Linked DNA regions of Gossypium arboreum: region 2 is linked to region 1. A link is a contact called in public Hi-C data. All regions are on one chromosome and are shown on one strand. The core of a region is the stretch at or near the end of the contact, and the rest is flanking DNA. Distances in the headings are between cores, read along the strand shown. Region 1 overlaps LOC108457654 (respiratory burst oxidase homolog protein C-like). Region 2 holds the start of LOC108459597 (ribonuclease TUDOR 1-like).

Region 1 (3,229 bases), core at 347-2,846:
ATTTTTGATTTTATATATATATATATTTATTTTCATACATAAAATCTTCAAAAATTTATTTATTTAAAAATTAATATGAAAAATATAACAATTGTCCACTTTTCGCATTTGCGAAGATGTTGATGGTGCCCATTTAGTGGTTTAGCAATGTCATATTCGTTGTTTGTCGGTTCTCCTTGAAATACGGGGCCATATTTTATTCCTGCCTGCCTATCTCACTTAGCTTACAAATCACCTCCATATCACAAAAACAATAGCATCAAGTTGTTGAAAGTTAGCAACCAAAACACTAATTTCAAAACCTTTGACTCATGCTACATGCCAATGAAGAAAATTTGGATATTTCACCTTGTTAGCTAGTGGCAGTCACAAACCTCCTTTGATGGAAAGTGGATGTCCCTAACAACAGAAATATATATATATATATATATAGTCATTTTCATCTTTAGCTGTACATTACTTTTTTTCATAACCACTGTAGCTCAAATTATTGGGGTTTAACATTTTAGGGATTACATAAAATTAAAATTTTTAAAATGATTATATAAAGTTTAATTTTTAGAAAAATATTTAAATAAAAGATTTTCAAGTACTCTAACTTAATAATTGTAATAAAATTAAGTAAATGTCAACTTGTTTAGAATAAAATAGGTGTCAGTTGAATCATATATTAAGTAAAATTATAAATATGCTACATTTGAAAGGTTTTAGTAGAGCACTTTAAACAAATTTAACCCTTATTTGATCATTTTAAAAGTTTGGCATTCATTTAAATAATTTTGTAAATGTTTAGTTTTTATATGATTGATTAAACTTTATGAGCAACCTATATAAAAGATTATGCCTCAATTAATGTATGACAAAGCAGAGGCGATTCTAGGGGGGGCTGGCATGGGCTCGGCCCCTCTAAAATGAAAAATTGTCATTTAAATCCTTTAATTTTTTAAAATTTTAAATTAATAAAAGTAAAATTACACTTTAATCTTCCTAAAATTATAAAAATTTGATTTAATCTTTTAAAAATTATAAATATATAAACTATATAAAAAATTTAAAATTTCGTTCTGCCACTAAAAAATTATTCTGCTTTGCCATGTCACAAAGGATGCTTTTCAAAAGCAATAGATTGCTGAATATGTTTGATTGATGACTGAAATGTACAGATTCCCAAGAGTGCTAATCGATGGGCCATATGGAGCACCAGCACAGGACTACAAGAAATATGAAGTGGTTTTGTTAGTGGGTTTGGGGATTGGAGCAACCCCCATGATCAGCATTGTCAAAGACATTGTACACAACATCAGATCCATGGCGGAGGATGAAGATGAAGAACTGAGCAGTGCCCTGGAAAATGGGGCTACCATAAATAACAAAACGAGTTCTCCATCTCCACCAAATCCAAAAAGAAGAGAAAACTTCAAGACAAAGAGGGCTTACTTTTATTGGGTAACAAGGGAACAAGGCTCTTTTGATTGGTTCAAGGGCATCATGAATGAAGTAGCTGAAATGGACCATGATCATGTCATTGAGCTCCATAACTATTGCACCAGTGTTTACGAAGAAGGTGATGCTCGCTCTGCGCTCATCACCATGCTCCAGTCTCTCAACCATGCTAAAAACGGTGTCGATGTCGTCTCTGGTACACGTGTAAAATCGCATTTCGCCAAGCCAAATTGGCGCAGTGTCTACAAACACATTGCTGTTAATCACAACAACGCTCGAGTTGGTACGTACTACTACGCTGAACTAACCATTTTTAAACACAATACGGATGGTTTTAATATTAAATAGTTGGGAAAATGGTATTGGCAGGTGTGTTTTATTGTGGGGCACCGGCGCTGACCAAGGTGCTACGCCAGCTAGCTTCAGATTTCTCTCACAAGACCTCCACCAAGTTTGATTTCCATAAGGAGAATTTTTAATAAGGAGATGAAGTTAAATAATAAAATGACAGTCTAAGCTAAAGCTCACTTTGGGAAACTTGTGCACACCTTTGATCCCACTTCTGTCTTGGTTGTATAAAGTTCTTTGGCCCACTTTTCATGACCACCTATAACATGTTTCTATTATCTATCAAAAATATCAATAAAAAGTTGGACCACCATACTGGCTTATTGATTGGGATTTCTGGTGGACCAAAAAGAATGGGCTTAGCTCAAATACACTATTGCTCAACAAAGACTAGGCCGACCCTAATGAGTTTAAATATAAAAAGACAATTTGACCCAAATAAGTTAGGACAAGGCACGGTGTCTTCTATAGGCTCTAATCCTATAAGTTTAAGCGCTTGCACAAGCATAACATACGCTACCCTCTTAGCTTTTCTTTTGCTACTGGACTTTTTTACCTTAATAATGCAATTTTTTTTTTATCTGAGATGATATGTATATGAGATTATTTACTAACGTAGTATGTTCGTAATAGTTACCATGGGTGGTGCTTTACGAGTTGGCACCACCACTTTCTTTTTCCTACAATCATCAGGCCATTATGAGACCATAATAAGGTTTAAAAAAAATCATTTTTTGTTGGTGGTGCCAACCTATATGGCAGTACCAATATTACCTATCATAATACGGGTAAAATACAAGTCTGAATTGGGTTGGAGGGGTGGAGGAGACTTGTTAGGCACCGCCCAGGTAGAGGGATGCTGTCAGGCAATGCCCAGGTGGAGGGACGCTGTCAAGCGACACCGGACCCTATGTAACAGCCCGGTTTAGACCCTAGTCGAAATAGTAGTTTTGGGACCACAAATTCGAGTCAGAAAAATATTTAAATATTATTTTCTATGTTTACTGTATGTGGTTAAGTATGTGTGAAAGTTTTGTATGAAAATTTAATCGTTTGTGTGCTCAATTTGATAAAAGGACCTAATAGCGTAAAATGCAAAAGTGAGGTTCCATACGTTAAAAGTACCTATTTGCTATGGCTGTTTAATTGAGAGGTCCTTATGTGGTAATAAACCATTGAATTATTGATTGAACATTGATGGCTTTAATGAATATGAATTATATGTTTAATAAAGGTTAAGTTAGTAATTATTATAATTATGGTTATTATAATAAAACAAAATGAATTTTGTTTATCATTTTAACATCACCTAGCCGAATTCATCAAAGAAAAAGAAAGAAAAGAGTCCTAGGGTTTCAGCACTTTAAGATTGAATTAAGGTATATGTTTTTGATTGGTTTTTGATAATTTCTACGTTTTTGTGATCGTTGCTTAGTGT
Region 2 (3,229 bases), core at 232-2,731, 55 kb after region 1:
GCAGCACCAGGTACCTACAACCCACAATTATTATGATCACTTAGAAACTACTCTTTGCTAAATCACTAAGACATTCAGTGGTGGACTGAAGAGATAACCTTGCTCCATTGGCCCAGACCTTGTTGTTTGGCTTGTTCTTCAAGATGTAACAATTCAGCAACATATGGACTAACTTCCCCTTTCTGCTGCCCCTGCCCCCTAACCTGTACAAACCTGGCTCAGTTGAAAACTAGAATAACCTTTCTCATGTATTATAACATACTGAAAAGAAAATTACCTTTGCCCAGCCTTCAGAGACAACCAACATTGCAACATTTTTGTCACCAAGATAAACAGAGCCAAACTCCCGGGCAATGCTTGGTACTGAATATTCAACTCTGAAAATAACTTCCTAAGTGAAGAATAGATTGATTTAGGTCACTCTTATTCTAAACAGCCAATGTCCTCTATGATGACGACAACAACAACAACCAGAAAAATTCAAAAGTCGAAGCACCTTTCCTATGCAGAGCTTCCTCAAATATTCTCTGCTATTCCAAGCAAATGGCTCATCAACACCCCCTCTGCGGGCCTATTAATAAGATAAGACGAAAGAAACAAAAAGCTTCAATGGGAAGAACATGAACCGGATTCGCTTTTCTTAGGCCATTGCAGCTATACAAACTCACCAATTTAATTTATAGTTTAGAAGTGACTGTCATTCAACAAAATCATTATCCAAACAAGTAAATCATTAAACTCAATAGCATCAAAGTCAAAAGGAAAAGCATATCCAATTGAGGTTTACCAGTTTAGGAGAAATGAGAGATGCCAAAGTAATGGTTTTCTCAGGTGGTGGTCCAGGCCTGTTACTGGACAAGGCCATTACTACCAAGCAATCACCCGATTGAACTGCTTTGACTTTCCCTTTGTACCATCCCGTGCCCCCACCAGTTGATGCCGCCATTCTCAATAGCTAAAGATCTACCATAAAAAATAACGAAACACTTCACTTCAACATCATTATCTCAATCAACAACCAAAAACGTTATTAGCATTCTAAATAACAAAATTCAATTTTTTTTAAAACAAAAAGAACCCAGATCCGAATTCATTGCAACTTCAAAACAACCAACAATTGAAATATTGATAACAGAAATAGTTTAAAACGCCCTTTGATCAAATCAAACAACAGCTAGAAAACAAAAATGAAGAGATAAAATTGATCATAAGTTTGCGCTTGGGTGTAGAATCAGATTATAGAAATGCAAACGAAAAATATGTAATACCAAAAAGAAAATATGGATAATTATGGGTGCAGGTTGAGGAAAATTGAAGCCTTATTGGATCTATCAGAAAATGAAGAGTGAGACTTGGTTTTATATTTCTGTGTGAAAACACAAAGGAGGTGAGATGTTGAGAGGAGAGGCTGGCGCGGGTGCAATATAGAAATGGGGATTAAAAATACCCTCCTCCAATATTTTTGGAAAAATAACATCAAAGTACAATATCTAATTTTGTCATTTTCTAAAGTTGACATATGTGATATACATTTCCTATTTTAATGTTTCATGCCTTGCTCTTTTGCCCAATAAAACAGTCATATTACCCAAAATACAACATGTTTTGAATTTGGCACCGCCACTGGCATCTGTCAGCTGTATTTAAAACCATAGCAATTTTATGAACTTACTCGGAAACAAGTGATGTCAAGCCCATCAACTCACGTCAGCAGGGAGGGGTCACCTCGGGCCGACTTTTTCAGGCCAACTGAACCGGATTTTCGACTTTTTATAAAAATACCCAAAACTTTTTATTATTTTTTAAAATAATCCACTTTAAAAATTATGTACATAGATGACCCGTTTTGAACAATAAACATCGCTGATGTCATTTTCATTGGTGCCACCACCTCCAATTTTTTTTGAAAAAAATTTTTAGGTGCCGTCGTTGCCATTAGTAGCATCATATTAAAGTATAATTATATAAAATGTTTAAGAACCTGATAAAGCGATTATCCTTTTAGATTGGATGAAAAAATATCGCACTAATTAAATATTTTTAAATTTTGGTCTATTTGCATATTAAGTTTGTCTGCTTTTGAAATTAAATTTAAGTAGTCCTTAAAATATAAGCATAACAAAAATAAACTATTTTCAAATTGTATTATTTTTAAAATACAATAAACTTAAAAAACTATATAAAGTCCTTATTTAAATTACTCAAGTATATCTCTAAAAATTTTCCTCAAGTTTTAAATAAGAGTATTTTACTTTGAGGAAAATTCTTGAGGGATATATTTGGGTAATTTAAATAAAAATTTATATTTTATAAGTTTATTTTAAAAAAATTTAAAAGAGTTTATTTTTATTTTTATATATTTTAAGGACAATTTAAAATTTCATAAGGAACAAATCTAATATGCAAATAAATGAATAAATTTAATATGCAAATAGATCAAAATTTAAAAGCATTTCATTGGTGCGGCTAGAGGAATGGCACCACCATTTTTTCATTCTATCTTAAAGGATAATTATTTCATCAGTCTCTGAATGTTTTATATAACTATACTTCAGTCTAATGCCGCCATTGGCAACGACTGCACCCAAAATAATTATTATTTTTTTTAAAAATGGAGGTGGTGATGCCAAAGGCAATGAGGTCACTGACGTTTAATGTTCAAAACAGGTCATTTACGTAAATAATTTTTAAAGTGAGCTATTTTCGTAAAAAATCAAAAGTTTTGAGTCATTTTTATAAAAAAACGATTTTTAAAGTGTTGGAAATCATGAACAGAACCGGTCAAATCAGACCAGGACGTGGTCAAATCCGATCAGACTAGAAATGGGGAATCAATTCCAACAGATCAATTTTCAGGGCATTTCGGGCCCACTGAACCCGAGATTTGATAGACTAATTTGACAAAATGGACCAGATTCTCTTGCCTAGAATAGAAAATAAAAATAAAAATTTAAATTATATTAAAATCTATAAAATCAAGCCGAGGTAGAAAAAAAAAAGTAAATTAGTTTTGAGTTTGAAGTATTGTTTGTAATACAAAAAACCTCGAGATTTAGGTAAAGAAAATTTGTTTTTTTTTTATTCATTATATGAATATGATGATTTTTAAACTAATAAGCTAGTATCTATTACAGATAACCGGTTTGTAATTTTAGTATATTACAATAAACAAATTCGAAAAACCGACAAAACCGACAAAACTAGAGCTATATTCGAATCAAGGCAAAAG

Evidence for each region. A called contact is a pair of places that touch in the nucleus more often than the background predicts.
Region 2: a Hi-C map of leaf shows a contact between it and region 1, with 3 times the contacts expected there. The contact joins the promoter of LOC108459597 here to the enhancer-like site in region 1. A contact is called at or near these places in 2 of 5 Hi-C or Micro-C datasets (both in leaf).

What each region holds. Positions count from the first base shown.
Region 1 is chr1:12,684,790-12,688,018 of ASM2569848v2, forward strand. LOC108457654 (respiratory burst oxidase homolog protein C-like) reads left to right here. Exons shown (of 12, transcript XM_017756713.2): 11 at 1,164-1,726; 12 at 1,813-2,145. The coding sequence ends at 1,922. Among protein-coding and RNA genes, the nearest start is that of LOC108457654, 6.8 kb to the left of the region's middle. Within about 2 kb of position 1,597, at least 2 of the 2 cell types and tissues checked have an H3K27ac peak or open chromatin away from gene starts, as enhancers often do. A contact at or near this core is called in leaf, where this site is marked.
Region 2 is chr1:12,739,510-12,742,738 of ASM2569848v2, forward strand. LOC108459597 (ribonuclease TUDOR 1-like) reads right to left here and starts at 1,482. Exons shown (of 17, transcript XM_017759000.2): 1 at 1,269-1,482; 2 at 788-963; 3 at 497-571; 4 at 278-391; 5 at 99-203; 6 at 1-14. The coding sequence starts at 946.